3 separate regions of the Sus scrofa genome follow, and all the other regions are linked to region 3. A link is a contact called in public HiChIP or PLAC-seq data. All regions are on one chromosome and are shown on one strand. The core of a region is the stretch at or near the end of the contact, and the rest is flanking DNA. Distances in the headings are between cores, read along the strand shown. Region 1 overlaps FGGY (FGGY carbohydrate kinase domain-containing protein). Region 2 overlaps FGGY (FGGY carbohydrate kinase domain-containing protein). Region 3 overlaps FGGY (FGGY carbohydrate kinase domain-containing protein).

Region 1 (4,389 bases), core at 1,036-3,535, 190 kb before region 3:
CATGCATGTCAGAGCACTTTGAAACACATGAAGCTCTGCAGCAATAATTAGAGTGAGCCGCGTTGACTTATCAGACACTCCACCTTATTTCATTTAACCCTCACAACATCCTTTGAGGTTGATGCTAGTAACGTGGCATTTGAGGAAACAGGGGCTTAGAGAAATTAACTTGCCTAAAGCTACACAGCTGGGAATTGATGAGGACAATAATCAGACTCAGGTCTGCCTGACTCCAGAGTTCTTAGAGCCCACATACCAAAGCCTTGTTTTCCTAATGCATGTCATGGTATCACATTCCTGGACAAAGCCTGCTTTGGAGAATAGGATCAGTTTTCATACAAATGATAACATTTTTACGGTTGGGAAATCAGCTGCAGTGTGGATTATAAATTGACCTTTCTGTACAACGGTAGGGCTTTAGGGGAGCTGGAGGGAGGAAGATGCACATATGTATCCAGTTCTTGAAAATTAAATAATTTAATGTACAGTGGGGAGCTCCCACTGTGTTGCACGGAGATCAGCGGCGTCTTCGGAACGCTGAGATTCGGGTTTGATCCCCAGTCCAGCACAGTGGGTTAAGGATCCAGCATTGCCACATCTGCTGCTTAGGTTGTGACTGTGGCTTGGATCTGATCCACGGCCCGGGAGCTCCATATGCCACGGGGCAGCCAGAAATGGGGAAACACACACACACACACACACACACACACACACACAAAATGGAATTATTTCTTTTTGCAAATAAATTCTGTGAAGTTCAGTCCTCCTCTCAGGGGGGTGATCTACCTTAGCATTTCAGAGTTGTGTTTCTTGGAAGTTGTTCTCAGCAGTAGCATAAGCATTTATTCTGCTGGACCTTTAGACTTCAGCTCAAATCTCTCCCCCCATGAAGTCTTTTTTAGTCACCCTGGCCTCAAAGCCCCTTCCTCTTCTGAACTCTGTGATTACTCATTAGAGGCAGATATATGGCCACACACACAAAATATTATGATAAAGTTATGAGGCTGACTCACCAAACCTTGCTATCAGGCTCATTACATTATTGTCATACATCATCTTATTAATTACCGTTTCCTTTGCACACGTCTTTCTCCAGCGTTGTTGTAATTTCATCATAGAAGTGTCTGACTTTAAATTTCTTTGTACCTCCTGAAACTTTTTTTTTTTCCCCACGCGTTAGCTGGCTTTTGCCCTACAGGAATTTGTCTTTTTGAGATGGATTTAAGTGTGTGAATATATAGCTAGGACACAGCAAGAGATGGGGGGTAAGGGTGACATTTGAGCTGCATTTGAATCAAAGGTAGATGTTTGATCATGAGAGAAGATGGGAAAACAGTCTCAGTAGAGACCTCAACAGGGGCAGGAAAATATGAAGAAGTACAGTGTGTTTGGGGAAGGGAATGAAATGAGGTGAGATCAGGGTGGGGAGTGGCTAAGAGAGGGGGCAGTGAGCCCAGAAGAATTCATAAAAGTCGTGGCCAAGTTGGAGCTAGGTTGTCAAGTGTCCTGTGAGCCATGTCAAGCAGATAAAATGTGATTCTGGGCCACGAAGAACTGCAGGACCACTTTAAGCAAAGAGATGTCACCTTTGTGCGATGCCTCTGGTAGCACAAAGCTCTCAGCATATCTGTCTGACTGAAGTATCTCCAGCGTTTGGTCTCTTTCTCTGTGTATGAGAGTTTGAAACACAATTGTTTCATTCATTCTGGGAATTTTCGGGTTGGGGATTATGAACATGTTTTTCAGCATTTTTTTTTTTCTTTTCCCCAAAGAGTGAGCTTAAGGATTGAGTTTCTTCCTGAAACATCTTTCCTCTCCGGGTTATCAGCCTGTGCCCTGATTCACAGTCCTGGGTGGCGTGAGGATCAAGTTTTGCTTTTTGTTGGGTAGTTGTGCTGGAAAACAACATCGTGAGTATTTGGGATGTTCTGGCAGGATCACTTAGTGGGAGGAGAGTTTCATTCACTGCACACAGCAGGGAGCCCAATAGCTTCCCTTTGCAAGTCATAGCAAAACACTTAGATGAGCCTTTTTTAATTGGCCAGCCCCTTCTTTCTCATGCTGTTCCTAGAGCCTGGCGTCTCCCAACATACTTTGCAGTGTCTGCTTCATCTTCCACTCCTCACCCCAACACCCCCCTCCAGGTTCCCTTGGGATCTGGAAGCCAGCGGAGACCTCACCCCCTCCCTGGACAGGACAGTGAGAAGGCATGGAAGAGGGTTCCAGCTCTGTGCCCCAGCCTGGTGGGCTGGCTGCTGCCTGGCCCTGAATCTTGGATCTATTACTCCATCTCCGCCCTCTGCTGAGCCCTGCAGCTGTGTGTGTTTTGAGTGGTAGCCACCTCCCAAGAAAGGCTGTGGTTTTATGAAGTAATAGATGATTTTATAAAAAAAGAGTTGTTCTCTTTGGTTGCTTTCAAGCCTGAGGGATCGCTTAGCTCAAAGGATTGTTATTGGAATGCGGGAGCCTCTATTGCCAAGTCACACACCCCAATCACTGCTGATTTCTCTCCCTCTCTCTTTTTTTTTTTCTTTCTTCTTTCTTGAAAAGACTAGTTTTTGTTAGTTGCTTGGTAACTGGGACATAGACTTTGCTCCTTCAGCACAGAGAGCTCTGCTCCTCATTTGAATCCGATTCAGTGCTTACACAGTGAGGTGTGCCTGACATTGGCATGCGCTGGGGACATGCTCTGTGTTTCCTGTAACCTGTGCACCATTTGTGCCCGGAGGTTGTTATCAAGGTCTTAGAATTTAAGTGAGTTGCCCCGGATTGAAAGTGAGAGCTCTAATATTAGGAAAAAAAAAATTAAAAATATGTTGGGGAGGGCTTTTCTTTGTTTTGTTTTGGTTTTTTGTTTTTCTCTCTGTAAAGAATGGTAAAAGCTTCCATCACGATGCTTCCAAAAGGCCAAAACCCACAGCTCTGCTAGATCTGGGAGCCTTCGGGTGGTGACTGTGGCCTGGGCAAAGGAACTGTCACCTTAGAGCAGGAAGCCCTGGGCTATGACCTTGTCGTTCAAACCTAAGTTTCTACATCCTTTGTAGGCACCTGTCCCCCACCGCCGCCCTGAGAATCCAAGGAGAGGAGGTGTGCGGGGGCACTCTTGTAAGCTGTGGAAGGACCTACGAAGAGAATCACCGTGTCTGATGCAAGCCCAGTGGTTCCAAGGGTAGATTAATTCAGTAACATCGAGACCCTTGGCTGTGGTTGTCCTCTCTGGGGCGAGGGAGAGATGGAGAGATTTTCCCATGGCCCTGGATTAAAAATCCATCCACGGGGGCTCATAGGCCCTTTGCCAATCTAGCATGTGATGACTAAGCACTTGTGAATCATGGAGCTCAACTTCAGAACAGCATGGGAACCTCGTAGGTAGTGTCAGCATCTCCAAGTAAGGGGTCAGGCTCCTGGAAAAAGTCCCACTCGTCCAGGCAGACTCTTCCCCCACTTCCCTCTGCTGGCCAAGCTTCAGACTTTGCTTTTGTGGGGAAGGCAGAGGGTACACACTGCTGCTGTCTTCTCCCCAGAGACCCTGTGCATCCTTTTAGGGAAACACTCCTCGCAAGTTTCTCATCCTGTGGGGAGGTCGCGCCTCGGCTCAGTGAAGCCAGCGTTGTCTCAAGAAAAGATGACGCTGCCTGGCTGCCTTGCACCTCCTGCCCCCAGCGTGTCTCTTTCTGGCAGGAGGCCTGCAGTTCTCTTCGAGATATTCTGCCCGGGTTCCATTGTCCGCGGCAGCGGCTGTCCGCAAGGCTCCAGGCTGAAAGCTCTCATTCTGCAGGGTCTTTAGTGGCCGTACACAAGATCTAACAGAAGCAGTTGTTTTCGGAGTTGAGGAGGACAGCTTGGCCTTGGCTGGAGGCACTGGTTGTTGCTGCATTGGTTTCGTGGTTTATTTCTCATTGGCCTTGGATTTCTGGAGTCTTTAGAATGAGGCTTTTCTCCCTGAGAACTGATCACCGAAACCACAAAGCACATGGAAAGCGATTTGGGGGACTACCCAGAAGACATACTAGTTGTTTGACTCATAGTTTCAAAGGCTGCCATTTGCTGATTGGGACCTATTTGTGTATGGAGATACTGCTAGTTCAGAGCTGTGTCAGGCATCTGTAGTCAACGTTAAGTGCTGCTTTGTCCAACCTTAAGATGTACAAGTGTTCAAAGGAAAGTTTAGCCCTTTCTAGATGTAAGGTCTCACCCAAATGCTTAGGAATTTAAAACAAATAACAACAGTGACAGAGAATGGGCTTAACACTGTCTTTTCCGTCTAACCCCTTTTGATGTTACTCTTGTTTCAATGGGACCCTGCTTCTGGGTTAATACTCAGCTTCTTTGATGTACGTAGGTGTCTGTGTTCAGATAGCAGTGATAGGAAAGGGGAAAATAGGAAGA
Region 2 (4,814 bases), core at 1,535-4,034, 130 kb before region 3:
TGTAGATGATGACTCGGAATTTTTCCAAGGGGGACGTGAGAAAAGGGACAGTTCAGCGTGGATGGAAGGAAGGAGGAAGTCGCAGTGAAGGAAGATCCCAGGAGATGTGAAAACTACATAGACTATTGGAAAACTGGCACGATTCCCATCCACCGGAAGTATACAGATTGTGGGGGACTTAAAGAGTTGGTTAAGGCCAGAGAAACCTGCAGGGGGCCCCATCACAGGGTCTTTTTTTGTAGTTCTTTGCTAAGGAGTTTGGATTTCAATTCATGGTAAAGGGGAGTACTTGGGGAGTGGTCAAGCTGAGGGATTGCATGGCTGTCCCTTGTAAGGTAGAAGATTCCAGAGGGGGAAGAGGGGAGGTAAGTGATCCTGATGGGAGGCTATTTTCTGGTTCAGTGGTTCTTAAGTCTGGGTGATTTTGCTTCTCGGGGGACGCCGGGCAAAGTCCGGAGATGCAAGGAGAGGGTGTGTTATGGGCATCTCGTGAGTAGAGCCTAGAGGTGCTGCTAAACATCCTCCAGTAACAAGACGGCCCCCACAACAAAGAACTATCCAGCCTAAAAGGTCAGTAGTGACAAGACTGAGAAACGTTGTTCTCTTCAGCTGAGTTGTCCAGAGGCCATGAGCTCCCTAGTGACAGAGAAAGGGATGCAGTCAGTGTGTTTGGGAAGCGGAGTCAGCGGGCCTCAGCAGCTGATTATTTGATTGTGTTTGTTAGAGGGGGGAAAAGGAGAATGAGCAAATAGGGAGACAAAGCTGAGCAAGATTTATTTGGCAAATGAAGAAGAAACCAGCCTTGAAAAGTAACTGCAAGTGCTAAATTATCAATGCCATCTTTCGGGTCTATTGATTAAACAGCACAGACTAGCACATTTTCATCCTTTTACGTCTTTAAGAACAAGCTGGTATTTGTAATTTTGTTGGGGACTAGCAAACCTAGCCTATATGTGGAAAAAATATAGAAAGGTTTCCATTTATTCTTTGGTGGCTTGTTTTGCAAAAGATTTTTACTTTCAGGGTTTGCGATAAAGTCATGAGTCCAAGGTCAGTTTAAGTGCTCTCCGAGGTCACTTTCCTGATGTTTTTCTCTCGCTAGAAGTTCTTTTGACCTTTTAGTATGTATTTCTTACATAAATCCATTGGAAAATGGGAAATCGTGAAGGTAATTCTCTCAAACTGTGTTTGAATTTTTGTTCTAACATGACTATTTTGACACCCATTTTTATTAGTTAAGGAAAAATGGATCTTGGAATTGACAGCTTTTAACCTTGCATGTGCTAAAATTAATTTGATCTCTTCTGTTGGTGCAGGAATTCAGCTTTTGAAGGACCAGGAAGAGGAAGGAAGGTGGAGGTGAAAAGGAAAAGTTGATTAATAGTGACCTGGAATATTACTCAGTCTTGGCAAAAAGCTTTTTTTTTTAAGTCCCAAATCTCTACCACAAACATGGCTTCCTTCAGATTCTGGTTACTTGTAAACCTTATGTGTACTCAAGGGGTATAGAGCAGGTAGGATTCTGACCTGTCTACCTTAACTTCCATCTTCACATAATCGTAGCTGTTCTTTGTCTTCCCTCTCTGGAAACTGGCATAAGGAGAAGAGTGAGAAGGTGGGAGAGGGCTCCACTGGTATTCATCCAGTACCCACTGGAATGCCTGTGTCCATCCTGTTTTGTCAGTGTATTAACCAGAGTCCCTGCAAAAAGCAGGTGGCACACACCAGTGGGGTAATTTAAGAAGAATGGGCAAGTGTGGGGAAACCACAGGGGAATGTACACAAGACCCCTGGGCGCCCAGAATGGGCGCCGGTGCCAAGGACAAGGGTGTGGGTGGGCGTGTTACCAGGTCCTGGAGAGATGATCTGCAGAGAGCCTCAGGAGTTTGACCATTGGTAGAGAGTCACCGCCAGGCCACACTTCCCTCTGGTCTTCTGATGTCCCTCAGTGTCCCCTCCTTGGCCAAACCAGTTCCAGGCCAGAGGGCGGGGGGCAGCAGGGGTGGGGTGGGACGGGGCTTTGGCTGTGATTCATACCACCACCATCCTGGGTGAGAAAGCAGGGTGGAGAAGGTTAGGGGGTGCATCTGAAGAGGCAGGTGGAGGATATCTGGAGCAATGGGACATTCGTTCTGATTGTTTCCCTCTTGTGGTCAGATATTTGTGGAGGAATCAGGTGGTGGGGGTTGAGGGGTGGCTGTGCTTTGGAGTCAGAGAGTCTGGTACAGAATCACATCTGCTCCACTTGCTCAAGAGTGATTCTCGGCTCTTCTAAGTTCACCAAGCTCGTGTTTCCTCATCGTATGGTGGGATCAAGTCTAATGCCTAAACCAAAAGCTTTTGGGGAGGCTCAAAACAGAAAATATTTCGCTGCTCTTGAGGGGACTTGGAAAAGGCTGGAAGAGGCTGTAGGAAAATGTGAGCAGCAGACCTCAGTGGAGTTGTTTTTCTATAAAAACAGATATAACTCTGTCGTGAGCTTAGAGTTGCTTTTTTGTTCAATACATTTTTCTATATTTCAGATTCCTTACCTCAGGAAAACGAAAACAAGGGTTATTGATAAATATGTTGGTACTACGCTCCAAGTGATAATTGTTCGCTGACACTGTGCTCTCTGCTTTACTGAGGTGTGTGGATTAGCATCCACAGCAGAGCTGGCTTGACTGTGGGCACACCGCCATGTGTCATTTCTTGTGATGTGGCCATAGGCGCAATTCTAGTGTCTCATCCCCAGGAAGCCTCTGCCAGCCCCTCCAGGGCTTCTCCTCTGAGTAACTGTAGCCCAGGGCTACTCCCAGCACTTAGCACATCCTGTTGCAATGATTCCCTCTGCTAGACTGGGACCTCCTTAGGCCCACGCTGTTCTATTCATCTCCGAATCATGGGCCTTGTCTCTTGTTCCTAAATGCTGCTTTCCTTCCTGTTGTCCAGGTTCCCTTACAGGCTACAGGGAGTCCTCAGGCTCAGGAACCAGAGCTCCTGCAGCAGAGAACAGCTGATCTATGCTTTGTCTATTCTCCATTTCCAAAGTCCTGGGGAAGAATTTTGATTATTTTCATATGGGTCAGGTCTACATCCTTTCAACTAGTCCCAGGGAGTGGTATGTTATAATGATCTCAGCTTTAGTCAGTGGTCCATTCCCAGGGGAATCTGGTGCGGTGAGTGAGGCAGGGTCTCTACAATCATGTCAGCTCTTATAAATCCATTGGTTGCAGTGGAGGAAGATGAATCAGTTAGGAATGCATTCAGCTTCATGATAATAGCAAGAAGCTCTTATTTAAATCAACGGGTTGCCCTGGGGAAGAAGCATATATCAGGAATATATTTGCAAAAGTGCAAACATTGGTTTTTGGAGGATGAAAGTATCTGAGATACTGCAGTGATGTGTAGCCTTCTAAAGCCCATCCCTACCTAACAATGTAAACAGATATGTATAGGTATTAAAATTTCATGAGGGCAGGGATAGGAAAGGTATGTCTAAAAAGGGGTTTCAGTGGATTTGATGGTGAAAAAAAAAAGGGTTGCGATGCGATGCGAGTTATAATGACAGTAATCATGCCTAACACTTATGTAGTACTTAACAAGCGACAGAATTTTTTTTTTTGCCTTATATATTTTATTAACTCTGAAAATATGGCCGTTTTACAGTGGCTTCAACAAGTAGACTTGATTTCCTACTCTCTTGCTCTTAAATAAAAGTCCAAAGGTGATTAGACCATGTCAAAATGAGCATATCTTTAGTTGTGTAGACTTTTCCTTCAGGCTAGTAACCTCATGGTTATGAGATCATTGCTGTAGCTCCAGACATTGCATCCACCTTTAATACTAGAAGAGTGGGGAAAAAATGGAGAAAGCAGTATCTCCTTTTTCTTTTTGTTCATCTTTTTTAAAAATGAGAAAAGTAAAAGCTTTTCCAAAAACTCTCCTACTGGATTTCTGCCTATGTCTCTTTGGGTGGAATAAGGTTGCCTGGCCACTTGTAGCTAAAAGACAGGTAGGGATAGGAGAACAAGATTGTTCTGTTCACTTAGATCCACACAATCTAATATGATAGCCAGCTAGGACTATTCAAAACGGGTTTTTTTGTAATTGAGATACAATTCATAGTCCATAGTATTTACCATACTAAGTGCATATTTTGGTGATTTCTTATATATTCATGAGATTATGCAACTGTCACCACTATTTAATTCTAGAATATTTTCATCACTACCAAAAGATTCCAATATTCATTAGTAGTCACTCCCCATTCCCCCTTCCCCCAGCCCGTGGCAACACAAATCTACTTTCTGTCCCTACGGATTTGTCTGTTCTGCACATTATACATAAATGGAATTATATGATATGTGGCATTTTATGTCTGGCTTCTTTCAGTTAGCATACATTTTTTAAGGTTCATTTAAGTTGGAACATGTGTCAGCACTTAAAAAAAAAGAAATAGGAGTTCCCATCCTGGCTCAGCTGAAATGAATCTAACTAGTATCCATGAGGATGCAGGTTTGATCCCTGGCCTCACTCAGTGGTTTAAGGATCCAGCATTGCCATGAGCTGTGGTGTAGGTCACAGATGCAGCTCAGATCTGGCGTTCCTTCGGCTACGGCGTAGGCCTATGGCTACAGCTCAGATTCCACACCTAGCTTGGGAGCTTCCATATGCCCCAGGAGTGGCCCTGAAAGGCCAAAAAAAAAAAAAAAAAAAAAAAGAGTTCCTTTTTATGACTTGATAATAGTCAATTGCATGCATATTCCACATTTTGTTTAATTCATTCATTTGTTGTTGGAGATTTAGGTTGTTTCCAACTTTTAGTTTTATAA
Region 3 (4,465 bases), core at 450-2,949:
GTCTGTAAGTTACCAGTGTCTTCTTGTGTGCTAGGAAAGTCCAAGCGTGTGTGAAGACATTGGACAGAGAGCCACGTCTTTCCTGGAGGCACAGGGAAGCTTTCAGAGACAGTTGAGTTAGGAATGAGTTGGAGTTAACCTGGCAGAGAGGTTGGGGAATGGCATTTCAGGCAGAGGGAAGAGCACATGCAGAGGTCTTGAGGTGGGATGGAGCACTGAGTATTGGAGATGGCAGGCAGGGCGCTGTTACACAGAGCCCCCTGGGCCCGAGGGAGCTATTCTCTCCCGCATTCCGACCTCTGCTCTCTGCCCCCAGCACTTTCCACCTCCTGCTGTGACCTCGTTGGAAAGGTTTGCGTGGTTGTGGCTCCCACATCCTACCCAATGTATCATGAAGGTGCTTGCTGGGTATTTGAATAAATGACGGGCAACTCCAGGCTCTAAACACTCTCTCTGACTCTCCCCTCACAGTTGTAACTTCACTTGCCCACAAGTATCAAAGAACACGCCCCGTGTATCATTTTATGGGTAGAAGGTGCTTATGGGTATTTGGATAAATGATGGGTGACTCCGGGCTCTAAACAGTCTGACTCTGCCCTCACACTTGTAACTTCACTTGCCCAGCAAGTATCAAGGAACACACTCCGTGCAAAGCCGCCTGAGCTTATACCATTTATGGGAAACTCTCTGCTACCTGGCGTTCTTTCAACAGACACTGACTGTCAGTCACTCTGTCCTTTATTCCAAGTTCTGGGATGAGCAGTACTGAGGATGGTGACCCAGAGATCTGATCATCAGAGGATTCTGTCGCCTTCAGTGAGATGGAAATGTGATGTGTCAAACCAGAGTCCCCTCCGCCCTGCCCCTTCCCAGCAGTGTGACCTTGGACGGGTCACTCAGCCCATAGATGAGCCTTCATTCCTCTGCTGATGTGTGCCATTCATCATTTCAGCTTGATAGGCTTCCTATAAAATGAGACCGTACATATAAACATCAGCAGAGTGTCTGGGATTTTGTGAGCAAAAAAATCACTGATAGCGGGTGCCTTTATTATTCTAATGACAGTGACTTATTATTCCAGTGTTGGATGCCATACACTGACGCTGAAAGCCAAAAACAGGTTTCCTGGTTGCCCAGGCTGACCAGTGAGCCCTTTTGGTTTCTGTTTGAGACTGGTCTGCACGTCTGTTTGAGACGTGGTCTCAACGTCCTTTGGTATAAAAAAGAGAGTATCATTATGTTTGTTTTAGCTTTCTTTCCTTCTCCTTTTTCTAAGAGAGTTTTGTTTTGCTTTCTCACAGGAGTGATTGGAGCAGATGTGAGGGGGCACGGCCTCGCTTGTGAGGGACAGCCAGTGACGTCACGGCTGGCTGTCATCTGTGGAACATCTTCTTGTCACATGGGGGTGAGTCTGCCGGGTGAGGGCGGGGCTGCCACACTCGGGAGGATGGCCAGCCTGGGAGGAGGGAACCGCTGGCCCCTTTGCCCCTCAGCTCCTCCCTTCCTGCCCCCCCACCACACACACACCGTGGTTTATCTAGCTGGAAGCCCAGCCTTCCCACTAATAGCCTTGCTTATTAGATTTGCCAGACCCTTTTCCAGGGGCCAAATTCTTAAAAAGTGTGAAAAGGGTAGAGTCTGCCTTTAACATCACCCTGGCCAGAGAACCCATGGCTTGAGGGGTGAAATCGGATCCAGAGATGGCAACGCCTCGCTCCCAGACAATCTGTCCCCAATGGGTAGCTGCGTCTTCTTTGCAAAGGGGTGTCTGTTTTCCTTGGCCACTGAGCTCTCTCTCAATCAATATAAATCCATCTCCCTGGGAGCGCCCTGGTGATGTATAGAATTAGGCTGCATATCACGACTTTGAAAGAACACTGATAAGCAATTTTCACTTTGCTAATTTTTCTCCATGAATTAGTAGAAAGGCTTTCTCCAAGATTGCAGCTAAAATTTAGTGCCTGCCCTAAAATTTATATCTTCTTTAAATGCATGAGTCTGAAAGCATTCCATTTCGATAAGTACCCATTTCTACCATATTTTTATTTAAAAGTCATTACTCTGTTAAACTGAGATGGACGACTCCTTGAATTTTTCCCAGATAAGTAAAATAGGGGCGAGAGTGGTGGAGGAGGAGGAGGGCAAATGGGGGAGTGAGCGGCGGGGGCATGAGTAAGGATTAGAGTGGGGTCTGAGATGCAGTCGAGGGCAGAGGCCCTGTGACAATGGAGGGTACATATGATGCGAAACTGTTTAGCTGCCGTAGGGACCAGTGATCGTCTTGTACCATAAAATATTTTGGTTGCGTAAATATCGATACATTGACTTATTCATGGATCCTCTGCCCTTGTGTCTGGGACTGTGGCAAATCCTGGGGACACTAGGATAACATAGGGCCTCCCATTGGTGAGATGGAATTATAATAGGTATGACAGTAAAAGGCTCCACAGTATAGATGCAGATTGAGCCTGTGATACTGAGCATCTGGTAGGTACCAGGCATGGCATCGGGGGTTTTCATTTTGCAGGGGTGGTGGGGCTGTGTTTCCAGACTGGTTTCCAATCCCACATCCTCCATGAGCTAAGGATGGGCCCTTGGGCTGGGCACTTCACACCTCCGGGCCCCAGATCCTTCCTGTGCGAGATGTGGGAAGTATAATACATATCTCATAGTATCATGAAGGTGATTTGAGGCAATATAATGTGCTTCATATGAAGTGAGCCCTTTTCAAGGCTTAGTCTCTGTCATCAGCCCTCATATTATTGGGCAGAAAGGACACAGTGATTACCTGCCTGGGAGGGTCCAAGGCCACTACCTGAGAGGACTTGGTGCCAGACTTTCTCGCAGCCCTTCAAAAAAAAAAAAAAAAAAGCTTTCCTGGAGCTCCCGTTGTGGCACAACAGGGTCAGCAGCATTTTTGGGAACACTGGGACACAGGTTTGATCCCCAGCCCAGACCAGTGAGTTAGGGCTCCGGCATTACTGCAGCTGCGGCTTAGGTCATGACTCTGGCTCCAGTCTGATCCCTGGCCTGGGAGCTCCACATGCCGTGGGATAGCCAAAAATGACCAACAAAAAAAAGCGCTTTCCTTCTATTTGTTTCTCTGGACAAAGTTTTAAATGGAACTTCAAGTTTAAGAGTCCTGGCCTCTTTCTTCCGTCGGCAGCCCTATCATGAGGCTTAGCTGTCACTGAAGGGAGAGATCTGCAGGGCCCAAGGCCGCCTTGAGCAGGAGGTGCCGCCAGGGCAGTCAGTCCTCAGCTCCCTCCATGTGAGTCTTCACTCGTTAGCCCGCCTTCACCGAACACTGTTTCAAACCTCTTTAAATCATCTCCCATTTTCACGGGGACACATCGAATCTGGTTTCTCCTAGAAAGGCAAAATTTCAGGCGTTTTTACCCCACTCAGCTCAGACTTAGGAGCAAAAGCAAATCCAAATGAATGTGAATCTGTGACATCCCCACTTCTCAGTTTCCTGGCCTCTTGAGGAAAATGACGCTGGCTTGTGGTACAGCATCCATTTTTATAAATTAAGCCACCGGGGCAGAGAAAGGTCCAGTCATATTCCCAAGGTCACACAGCTATAAAACTTGAGCTGAGAACTCAGATCTAACTCCGTCTGAGTCCCGCGTGTACCCCCCTTGATGCCTTCCTATGTTGCGTGCGATGACAAGCGCCCATAGAGGAATAGAGAGCATGGTCTCTGGCATCAGACAGGGGTAGCTTGGCCACGCGCTCATGCACTATGGCCCTGTGACCCAAGGTGAACTACATACATTCTCAGGTGCTCATGCATCACGTTGAGGCTGAGGATGCCAGTCCTAGACGGTTGCTGGATAACATGAATTATGTACATACATCCCTAGTCCCTAGGAGATGCTCAGAAATGGTGGGAATTCTTATTGCACTTTCCTAGTAACATAAAAGCCCCACTTGAAGTAACTGGTTGAGCTTTAACGAGTTTGATGGGCAGCTGCAGTTGGTTGCAGTGAATGAGGGCCATAAAATGCCAGTTTATTATGGTCGTGTTGTGCTGGAAATAAAGTCCCCACCCCCAGCCCGCTTTGTACTTGGGAGTGGGAAGGGACCTTCTGGGCCAAGGGGATTAATCATCAGCTTTAATGTTATGTGGTGAGGGCGAGACTGTGGTCATGCCGGCATCGGAAAATACCTTTGATCTGACTCAGGTGCTGGGCGTCCAGTGAGCCAGCAACAATAACACCTTTGTCAGGTCTAGGAGAGGTGCAGGTCTAAGGAAACACTCCCAGGGAAACTCAAGGACCCTCTTTGTTGTGGTTCTGGCAAATAAAACCACCAACTGTCAGGAAAAATTCACCAAACAGAACCCAGGGACGAGGGGGCAGTGGGCTTTTCAAAAAGTGGCTTCCAACATGGTCTGAAGGATTCTCATGCTTTCTGTCTGCTCACTGCTGATGTTTCTAATTCAGTAGGTTGACTGGGTCAA

What was found. HiChIP or PLAC-seq counts read pairs in DNA pulled down with a chosen protein or histone mark.
Region 1: a contact with region 3 is called in an H3K27ac HiChIP or PLAC-seq map of alveolar macrophages. The contact joins two enhancer-like sites. A contact is called at or near these places in 1 of 47 Hi-C or Micro-C datasets (subcutaneous adipose tissue) and 2 of 2 datasets of contacts at active chromatin or transcription factors (alveolar macrophages and skeletal muscle).
Region 2: a contact with region 3 is called in an H3K27ac HiChIP or PLAC-seq map of alveolar macrophages. The contact joins two enhancer-like sites. A contact is called at or near these places in 2 of 47 Hi-C or Micro-C datasets (both in liver) and 2 of 2 datasets of contacts at active chromatin or transcription factors (alveolar macrophages and skeletal muscle).

Annotation. Positions count from the first base shown.
Region 1 is chr6:153,143,522-153,147,910 of Sscrofa11.1, reverse strand. The region is part of intron 4 of FGGY (FGGY carbohydrate kinase domain-containing protein); the gene reads left to right. Among named protein-coding and RNA genes, the nearest start is that of FGGY, 67 kb to the left of the region's middle. Within about 2 kb of position 2,285, at least 31 of the 83 cell types and tissues checked have an H3K27ac peak or open chromatin away from gene starts, as enhancers often do. A contact at or near this core is called in alveolar macrophages, skeletal muscle and subcutaneous adipose tissue, where this site is marked.
Region 2 is chr6:153,092,456-153,097,269 of Sscrofa11.1, reverse strand. The region is part of intron 5 of FGGY (FGGY carbohydrate kinase domain-containing protein); the gene reads left to right. Among named protein-coding and RNA genes, the nearest start is that of FGGY, 120 kb to the left of the region's middle. Within about 2 kb of position 2,784, at least 3 of the 83 cell types and tissues checked have an H3K27ac peak or open chromatin away from gene starts, as enhancers often do. A contact at or near this core is called in alveolar macrophages, where this site is marked.
Region 3 is chr6:152,957,730-152,962,194 of Sscrofa11.1, reverse strand. FGGY (FGGY carbohydrate kinase domain-containing protein) reads left to right here. Exons shown (of 16, transcript XM_021097811.1): 8 at 1,302-1,405. Among named protein-coding and RNA genes, the nearest start is that of HOOK1, 250 kb to the right of the region's middle. Within about 2 kb of position 1,699, at least 29 of the 83 cell types and tissues checked have an H3K27ac peak or open chromatin away from gene starts, as enhancers often do. A contact at or near this core is called in alveolar macrophages, skeletal muscle and subcutaneous adipose tissue, where this site is marked.